Linked DNA regions of Anas platyrhynchos: region 1 is linked to region 2. The links are chromatin contacts, called in public Hi-C maps. All regions are on one chromosome and are shown on one strand. Each heading gives the region's core, a stretch centred on a gene start, on an enhancer-like site or on the middle of the called end of the contact. The rest is flanking DNA. Distances are from core to core; before and after follow the strand shown.

What was found. Hi-C and Micro-C count contacts between places; a contact is called where the count stands out from the background.
Region 1: a Hi-C map of liver shows a contact between it and region 2, with 2.0 times the contacts expected there. The contact joins the enhancer-like site here to the promoter of FOXN3 in region 2. A contact is called at or near these places in 2 of 8 Hi-C or Micro-C datasets (liver and skeletal muscle).

Annotation. Positions count from the first base shown.
Region 1 is chr5:18,137,987-18,142,777 of IASCAAS_PekinDuck_T2T, reverse strand. It overlaps FOXN3 (forkhead box N3), which reads right to left. Exons shown (of 8, transcript XM_027459039.3): 5 at 2,922-2,987. Among named protein-coding and RNA genes, the nearest start is that of TRNAT-UGU, 63 kb to the left of the region's middle. Within about 2 kb of position 2,462, at least 2 of the 8 cell types and tissues checked have an H3K27ac peak or open chromatin away from gene starts, as enhancers often do.
Region 2 is chr5:17,970,175-17,974,581 of IASCAAS_PekinDuck_T2T, reverse strand. It overlaps FOXN3 (forkhead box N3), which reads right to left and starts at 2,647. Exons shown (of 8, transcript XM_027459039.3): 1 at 2,480-2,647.

The DNA of each region.
Region 1 (4,791 bases), core at 1,213-3,712, 170 kb before region 2:
TAACCCCCCCAATGTCCAAATCATGATATTTTACTCTTTTATTTTGTGATTTTTTGCATGAAAATTAAAGCACGGTGTCATTGGAGCAAATGGTAAGCAATGCTCGTGCCAGCTCAGATGCCATTTCATGATTTCATATAAAAGCAAAGGCTGATTTTAAAATTCATGTGCGGCTGTCAGCAGCGTTGAAGATGTTCGTATGGAATTTTAAATGGCCATTTAGAAATGTAAAGCTAATTAATCAGTCTATGACAAGGAAGGACTCGTTTACTCTAGATTTGCTGATGCCACTGAGATGGGATTCCTTTCTGACAGACAATATTAAAAACAAAACAAAACAAATTTTAGTAGGACTTTGAATGATGGCTGTAGCTAACTTTTCTCCTGAAGATGTTTTTAGCATCCACATTGCCCAGACAAGCACAGATTTTCACCCTGTTGGAAAGGCAGCTGTTAGTTCAACAAGATGCCTTCAAAGTAAAAAGCCAGCATGTGCAACCATCCACACAGGCATGAGTTTGGACTGTGCCATAACCTCCTTTGGATATATCCATGGTTCACAGTGACGTTTACATATTTTCAGGACATTTTGCAACCCTGATGGCTTGAGCGCATGCTTGATACCACAGTGTGATATGACGAACAGAATCCTAAATCTTCAAGGCGCCAAAGAATATCAGCATGCTTACTGCACTGATAATTTACAGGTTGATTTACAGAGCACTGCAGTCACTAACAGAGCACAGAATGAATTGTGAGCTTCCATACGATGCTCAGGATTGCTGTGAAACTTTTATAGCCCACTTGCCTTTTATTTGAAAATGAATTTAAAATGCGATTTTTCATGCAATTGTTTCTTAATGTGCACTAGTAATTAATTTGCTTTAAGTTGTCTAAGATTTTCCTAACGTGGTAGATAAGCTAGACTCTACTGCAATTTGTACAATATGCTGATTTATTTCCTCAAGGGTCCATTCTCACACACACACAAATATTTCTCCTTCATAATTTAGAGGACCTCTGAGGTTATAATCAACACTCCTGCCTTTTCTCCTGGCTCCAGTCAATCCTACCCAACATTTGGAAGGATTCATGAACTGAGTAGACTCAGCATGTCATTGTAAAGGCACAGAAGAAGACATCGTTACTACTTGCTGGCATCGAGGAGGGAGCAACATGAGTGAAGGAGCCACCTTCCTGCTCTCATCTCCCTCTCACTTCTGAGGCCCTGACACAACAGCCCACAGGGAAGGTGACATGGAGGAGAGACATGCCAAACTCACAAAAGGTTACAGTTTCCTTCCTCAGAATGACCTCTACAAACTGAAATGGCAATGAGCCATTTTCCAATCCACACTCTAAGATCTCTATGACATGAAAGTGTCCACATCACTTCCATGCAAACAGCTACAGCACTGGGAAACATGTACATGACACAAAAATCTGCCGTGTGTGTTTAGTATGTGCAGCATACTACGCATTTCCTCCCTTCCATGGCTCTTCCGGAAGTCTGGATTATTGTGATTTCTCGCCATGCTTTTCTGTGCACATACCACTACATTTCTTCTTTGGTCTCTCACTCACAACCTGTCTTGCACTCTTATTCTATGCCACTCTCTTCCTCTTTTTTTTCCCCTCCCCCCCACAACTCTGACATAATGCAATTTCTCATCCTCTAAAGACCTCTCATTTCATTCTTCCTGCAACCCCACCAATAACCTCCTCTCCCCGATAAAATCTTTCCTTTTTCCTACCCATACATAGCTGGAATTGCTCACTTTTACTGCCCACAGCTCCTGAAGGCTGTGTAGGAAATGAGGGCAAGGACCAGCCTCTCTGGTACGGACTGTTTCTTGGTACATCACGCTCTCCCCCCACAGGAGCTTCTCAACAGATATTTCTCTGGCAGGGTCACAAAGCAGGCTGACAATAGCTTCCCTCGGTTGCGCAGGAGATGCTTTGATGGTAATTGACTCTTCCCCAGGCAGAGTATCAAAGCGCGAATCAAGGCTTCCCCTGGAATTTGGATTTGGTTGCCTGAGCTAGAACAATAGCGGTGAGGCTAGACAGGCTTCATAATGGCTTCTTCTTTAACTTCTGCCTTGATTTTTTAGAGCTGCCTGTCACTTGGCATTACTGCCGTGCTTGCTGACCAGTGATATGTTTGTTTTCTTGCACTCCCTGCTTTTGTGCAGCTGTATTCCTCCATGGATTCCTCTAATACCTCCGCTGTAAGCTCTCTGGGGCAGGATGATTCTCCCACCATGTGCGCAGCCCAGTACAGTGGGGACCGGAGCCTCTTCAGAGCTCTGCTAATACACGGCATCAAACCCTCAGGTCTGGTCACAGAACAAGAAGGGTTGTATTGGCAGGAAATCAGACTTTTCCTTACTCCCTGTTGCCTGCCTACTGCCTTGAATCAGACAGTGCAAAAAAGGGAAGTGGGCAGGATGCGTGCAAGGAAGGAGTTGAAACGGTGCCCAAGTGAATGGAAAGTATCCAGATGGCTGTGGTAACTCACACGATGGGAGTCAAATCAAAACAAAATGAAAACAAAACCATATGCCGTGTACCCTCCGCTCTCTTGCTCTCTTTCTCTCCCTGCCTTTCTCCTGGCTGTTGCCCCAGGTCTTTCCATCAGTACGGATAATAGTACGTTACTCAATTACGTGTATGTCATGAATAACAATAACCCCTCTTTTACATTAGAGATTATGGATTACTATTATTCATGTAACAATGACTGTAACATGAACCACAAAATTACACTCATGTAAGGGTCAAGGAAGTGTAAGGGTCTAAAAGGGAAGTTGTATTTCTTCATTAAATCCTTCTTTTTATCTGGTATGCTGTATACTTACAAAAGAGAATATTAACTTTACATGTCTATGTTGCTATATGCTATAGAAATATCTACTCACAACCTGCTTGTATCTCAGGGGGAGTATTCAAAAGCATCATGGCAGTGGCAGCATCAATGTCAGGATCTGGAAAATCAACCAATAAATACATTATTTACAACTGGGCTAATCTTTTTGCCCCCGCTGCTAAACTATAGGTTCAATTGAATCTCTGCAGTGAAAAGGTGTAAGAGTTCATTACTCAGATGGCTCTTTGATCCCACATTGTATTCACCCCCAAACTTGCATGTGATCCCAATACTGCTGCTGAGCAGAGCGCAGTGATGAATGTCACCACACCGTCCTCGTGTGTGCACGGTAGCACATTAGCCTCTGTTAGCCTCACAAATTCGCTGTTTAATTTTGTGACGGGTATTTAGATTTCATTACACAGGATCTGTGGTGAAAGCAGGTGCAACATCGCAATTTGGTATCAGCACAACGGGACAAGCCAACAGAAGAGAGGGAAAGCATAAGGACACACCTTCACCTGAGCAAGTACAGAAGACGACGCTTGGTCTTTTTCATTTGTCAGTAAGGATTTCAGTCATGTCTGAGAAAGTGTTGGGAGCAAAACTGCTACGATTTAGAGAGAAGAGAAAAAAAAAGAAGCTAGCATTTCATTGAAGCACCAACTTACTTGCATCCTTATCCATTGTCACTTTAATATAAGCAAAAATCATCAGCCTGCTGCTGTTACTCTTAAATTGGTTTCTGAATCCATCACCAACAGTCAGTTGACAGATGGTAAGTTATAGAGACAGAACAAAATATGATCCTTTTATAACTATATTCACTTGCTTCACACACAGCAGCACGGCTGCCATGGAAATGTGGGTAGCTATGACAACAGTAAACAACCCAAGAACGGCCACTGAATAAGCTGAAAAGAACATCTGCCCCAGCCAAGCGTCCCAGCTGCCCTGGGGCGCAACTCGCTAATCGTGCCGTGTGACAGAGAAAGCCGCCTATGCCGTGTCCGAATAAATGAAGTGTGCAATTGAAGCAGACATAAAAACGCACACCCTTGTCGACTGCTGCCTCCGTGCTGCTAAACTGAATGACTAATGAGTACGGGTTTCTTGTTTTTATTTTATTTTTATTTTTATTTTTGCAGCTTGTTAGTATTTATGCTAAATTGCATACCAAAAAATTCAATTTACTGGTAATAGCTTCATGGCTCTTTATTTTGGCTATTATGTCAGAAAATTACTTTTCACTGTTAAAAAAAAAAAATAAATATTTTGTACATCTATATATTTCATATCTGTTTCCTGGAGAGTAATGTGATGTGAAGTAAAAATCCTGCAAGTTATTAACAATGCAAATGGTGTAGAGAGCATTTCACCCATTAAGAATATATATTTTTTTACTAGTTTAAGCATGTACTATTTTGCTGTGATAACACAGCTGGAAATACAATCCTAATATGGCTACTCTATTATTTAATTGCTGAAACAGTAAACAGCAACACTGTAGTAAGCGGAAAACTAAAGTCGGAGTAGCAGCAGACTACCAGAATAAAAGGTGCAAACATACTGAGGAGCAGATGCCTGTCTGTGTCCTGGACAGATGAGCATATTCTTTTCCAAAAGTCACCAGCAGACTCCTCAAAAAAGCAGCTGTACCAACTTATGTTAGTTTTCAACTCTGAAGGTACATCAAAAGCAATATTCCTGCTGCAAGCATCTGTGCTGCAAGTGCCACCCCCGAACAGTTTAAGCCCTGAATGCGTGCCATTTTGCAGCACTGGGTCCAGACACCACACAGACCACACAGCAGAAGTTTCCCTTTAGTCAAACTGAAGAGGGATAATCTGCCTAAATTCAAAATAAAAGGGGGGAAAAAAAGCAAAGAAGCCCAAGACAGTAAATCCAAACTAAACCAGAAT
Region 2 (4,407 bases), core at 1,398-3,897:
ATCTCACTCGGGAACAGCTGGCATCACAAAACTTTTACAAACCAAAACCACCAGAGACAAACACGGCAGCCGAGACCCCAAGGACCACGAAGGGTAAATCTAGAAAGTACCTAATCCAGTCCGTTTCCTTCACTTTGTAAAAACAAGCAACCGACACGCTTCCTGCCGGCAAACCTTCCTGCAGATAAGGGTGCTCCCGACAACAGGAAATTCTTTTCTAGAAGCAAGCACACTTTCGCTCCGAAGCCAAACTTTCTCCGCTTGCACTCCAAAACAACTGGAGGCAGCACCTGGATGATGAGAGGCGAGCAGGACAAAAGGCAACACACGACCACCAGCACCGTGTGCATGGTGCAAGGGGAGGGTGCTGAGCCCCTTGCCTGCACCTGGGGGCTCAGCCCCACATCATCTGGCCTGAACAGCTGCCGCTGGCGCTCTCAAGAAGTGGCAATGCAAAGAGTGGGACATGCAAGCCAAGGGACACCGAAGGTGGCAGCAGTCCCTGAAGGGGACTAGTGGCAACCAGCACAGCAGTGACATGCTCGGTGCTTCTCTCAGCTTGGTCAGTGCAAAATGATGATTAGAGGGCAAGAAAATGAAAAGCTTCAAGAAAACACAGCGGATACTCAGTTCTCAAACATGTCTCTCCATCAAAAACATGAGATCAATGTCTGCTACCCAAGAAAATAAGTAAAAGCATTGAAGCCCTTCTTGCAAGTTCCCTGACAAACCCTTCTCTGCTGCTCTAAGAGCAAAACCACTCTCCTCTCACACCCAACAAACTTTCAGTAGTCCGGCAAAGTAAAACTTCAGCCCTGTTTTCTCACGTTGCATTCATCAATAATGAAGTACATTGTGTTCTGCTCTCTCTGGTTTCATCTCCAAACAGCACTCTACAACCAAGCGGTGACTTTTATTAAAAACCATCACACAACGCTTCCCACACCCATTTGACTCCCATTTTTTCCCCGGGTGAGGCTGGGGTTGAGGCCTCAACACTCAAGTTCATACCACTTTGCTCGAGTATAGTTTTGTGTAGAGGAGGAACAAAGGCAGACCACCAGCCCCAGCCATCCCTCCCGAGTCCCGAGAGGCACCACAGGACGGAGGAGTGAGGCCAGCACCCGCTGCCTCCCCAGCCTCCACTCGTCCTCCGGTGGGAGCCCAGGCCGGCCGGGAGGACAGCAGAGCAGGAGAGGAGCCGTGGAGGCGGCGCAGTTTTACTGCGAGTGACCTTGGTTTGACAGGCACGTTCTCAGGTTTCAACAGATGCTGTGGGAAAGGCACCAGAAGCCAACACTTTCTGCAGGCATTTCTGATGATATGCAGACTTTTTTTTTTTTTTTTTTAAATAAACGGAGGGGGGGGGGGGAAGTCTTCTCAGTTTCCATGACAACAGTGTCTCCACTTGTCTGTTATTAGATACCATCCGCTTCCTGTGTCTAAATTTTTAAACCAATCAGAAAAGTGTTTATAGATGTTGCACTCCTGGGACAGTCCCTCTCCTACCAGAGCTGCCCCACAGCCGGGCGGCCTCACGCACTCACCGAGACCGCTGGGCGCTGGCCTCCGCCGGGCACCGGGCACAGCGGGGCTCCTGCCACCCCACTACTGCACCCACAGCCGGGCAGAACTGAATAGTGCACGGACTCATTCCACTGTGCAGTGTTATGGGTATACGTGTATAAATACATTTTGGTACTGCACAAACTCGTTTTCGTGGTTTGCATGGTTTTGTGTGTTATGGATATATATATATGTATATATATATATATACACAGTATCAAACAAACTCTTTTTCATGGTTTGATCATTCTTGCGTGTTATGGATATATATTTATATTTTTTGTATCAAACAAACTCATTTCCATGGTTTGCTCATTTTTGTGTGTGTTATGGATATACACACACACACACACACACACACACATATATATAGGTACCAGACAAACTCATTTCCACGGTTTGCCCATTTTTGTGTTATGGATATACACGCATATATATATATATATATATAGGTACCAGACAAACTCATTTCCACGGTTTGCCCGTTTTTGTACTACGGATACACACACACATACACATTTTGGAACCAAACAAACTCATTTCCACGGTTTTGTGCAACATCCAGCCCGGGGAACACCACGACCTCCCCCCCCCCCGGCTCGAGCAGAAGGCACCGAGCGCCCCCTCGCCCCGCCGTGCCCCCGCCGCTCAGCGCCGCCGAGCCGGGAGCCGGCCCCGGAACGCGAGCGGAGCGGAGCGGAGCGGCCGCAGGCTGCGGGCGCCTTCCCGGCAGCGCAGCCGGGGCAGCCCCGCCGGCGGTGCCCTTGTCTGGCCGGGGGGCCGCGCCGGGAGCCCCGGTGGGCGCTGAGGGGGGGACCCCGCGAGGCCGGGCCGGGGCTGAGCGGCCCCAAAAGTTTGGCCGGGGCAGCGCCGCGCAGTACCCGAGGACCGCGCGGATCGACAGCGCCGTTACCTCCGCGCCTCGCTCCCTCGGCGGCTGGGTGCGCTGGGTGGGTGCGCTGGGTGCGGTGCGGTGCGGTGCGGTGGGAGCTCCCCGCGGCCGCCCCGCTCCGCGCCCCCGGCGGGAGGCAGCCGCAGCCCGCGCCGCCCCCTCCGGCCGCCCGCCGGGCCACGGGCCCGCCCCGGCACCGGCACCGCCCCGGTACCGCCCCGGCACCGCCCCGACGCCGCCCCGACACCGCCTCCCTGCCCGCCGCGCAGCCAGGGGGGCCCGGGGACGGTGCTGGGCTGGAGGGAGGTGGAGAAGGCCCAGGGCGACCTTTGGAGGTCAGGAGGATGCAGAGAGTTGTAACTCGGGAATCCTCGGTGATCAGATTTGGGAAAAAAAAAAAAAAGTGGATTTTTGTGCGTGTGGTTGTGGTGGGAACAGAAGGATGGCTCCGCTGCCCCTTTTTCTGGCTCTCCAGGTGGATGTCGAAAGGAGCAGCCCAGCCCTTCTGCTCGTGAAAATCACAAAAACCACCCAGCCACAACATGCTCTGCACCCCCGCCTCTGGGGGTCCCGGCTGTGTCCCTGGTGCGCCTATGTCTGTGCAGAAGGCCGTGACCTTGGCTGCTTCCCCGAAACTCACTCTTCACTGCAGACAGACTGTGTTTGTCCCATGGGGTGTACACAGCCCTGGGGGCCCCCAGGCAAAGTTCACAGTTCTGTTTTTCCAGGCTTTGCTCCTAGCCCAGGTAGGCAGCCGTCGGCATGGTGGCTGCTGGCGATGCTCACTGTGTAGAAACACCCGGTGTAGTCCTAATGAAACCACCCCGAGAGGTGGGAGCGAAGCGTTTTGGCTCAGCTGTCAGCACGCCTAATGCAGGGGGCCCTGGGCACCACGTCAGTAACAAGGCGTCTGCGAATTGCTTGTGAAAGTGTAATTATCTGTTTGCAGTATCGCCACATCTGGGAATCCCACGGATGCCAACGGGAGCCTCCGTGAATGGCAAAGTCCTGGCCCCACTCAAGGAATCCCCAAATCACAGTCATTGTAGGCACTGCAGGTGCTGATTACCCTTCACAGGTCTACTCCGTGTCAACGCTATAAAGAAAGCACTTTTTCCTGTACATACCCATTAACTCCAAGCCAGGTAATTTTCCTAATGAAAGCAGCAGCAGCGTTTCTTTGTCCTTTGATCAGGTCGTCTGAATTGCTCTGCGCCTGTATCTGTGCTAACCGCAGCAGCTTTAAACCTCAGCCTAAGTTCCTGCAGAATTTAGCCACAAGTATGTGCATTTCCCTTCCTCTGTTTGCTCCCAGTGATGCAAGCTTCATTATTCCTTCATTTCTTCCTCCTTCCTCCCACTCGTGTATTTGAGGCTTTCTTAGGTGCTTTGTAACTCTGCTTCCCACCTCCTCTTCATTTGGATCCTTCCTAAAGAAAAAGAGTGGTTTAGAAGACCCACATTTGCAAGGGAAAAATATTAATAGTGGAAACTTTCTCAGCAACGTATTTTTCCTGTCTCCAAGTGCATCTTGTCTCTTTGCATCAGCCTTAGCGATGTTCACTCTCCCATACAGAGGGCTGCTTTGTTATCTGTATCTGCCAGATGAAATTAATGAAGATGAAATTCTTACCTCTCTCCAAACGGGGGAGAATTTATGATTTATGTTGCAGAACGTTTTCCCATGTCCAAGTCAGCCCATTTCATCTAATTCTCCTTCGTGTTTTTCATTAAGCCTTGTTCTCCTGGAGAGCCTGCAAACCCGGGCTCCCCAGCTGGCAGCTGCTGGGTTATTCCTGGCCTCTGGCATGCAGAGCACTGGGGGGGGCTCCTCTCCCACCCCCAGAAAAACATTCCGGTGTCGGGGTGCTTTGCCGCAGGGACCCCTCTTGGGAACATCTCCTACATGGTGCTGTAGCACCAGGAGGTTATTTACCAAGGAGCAATAC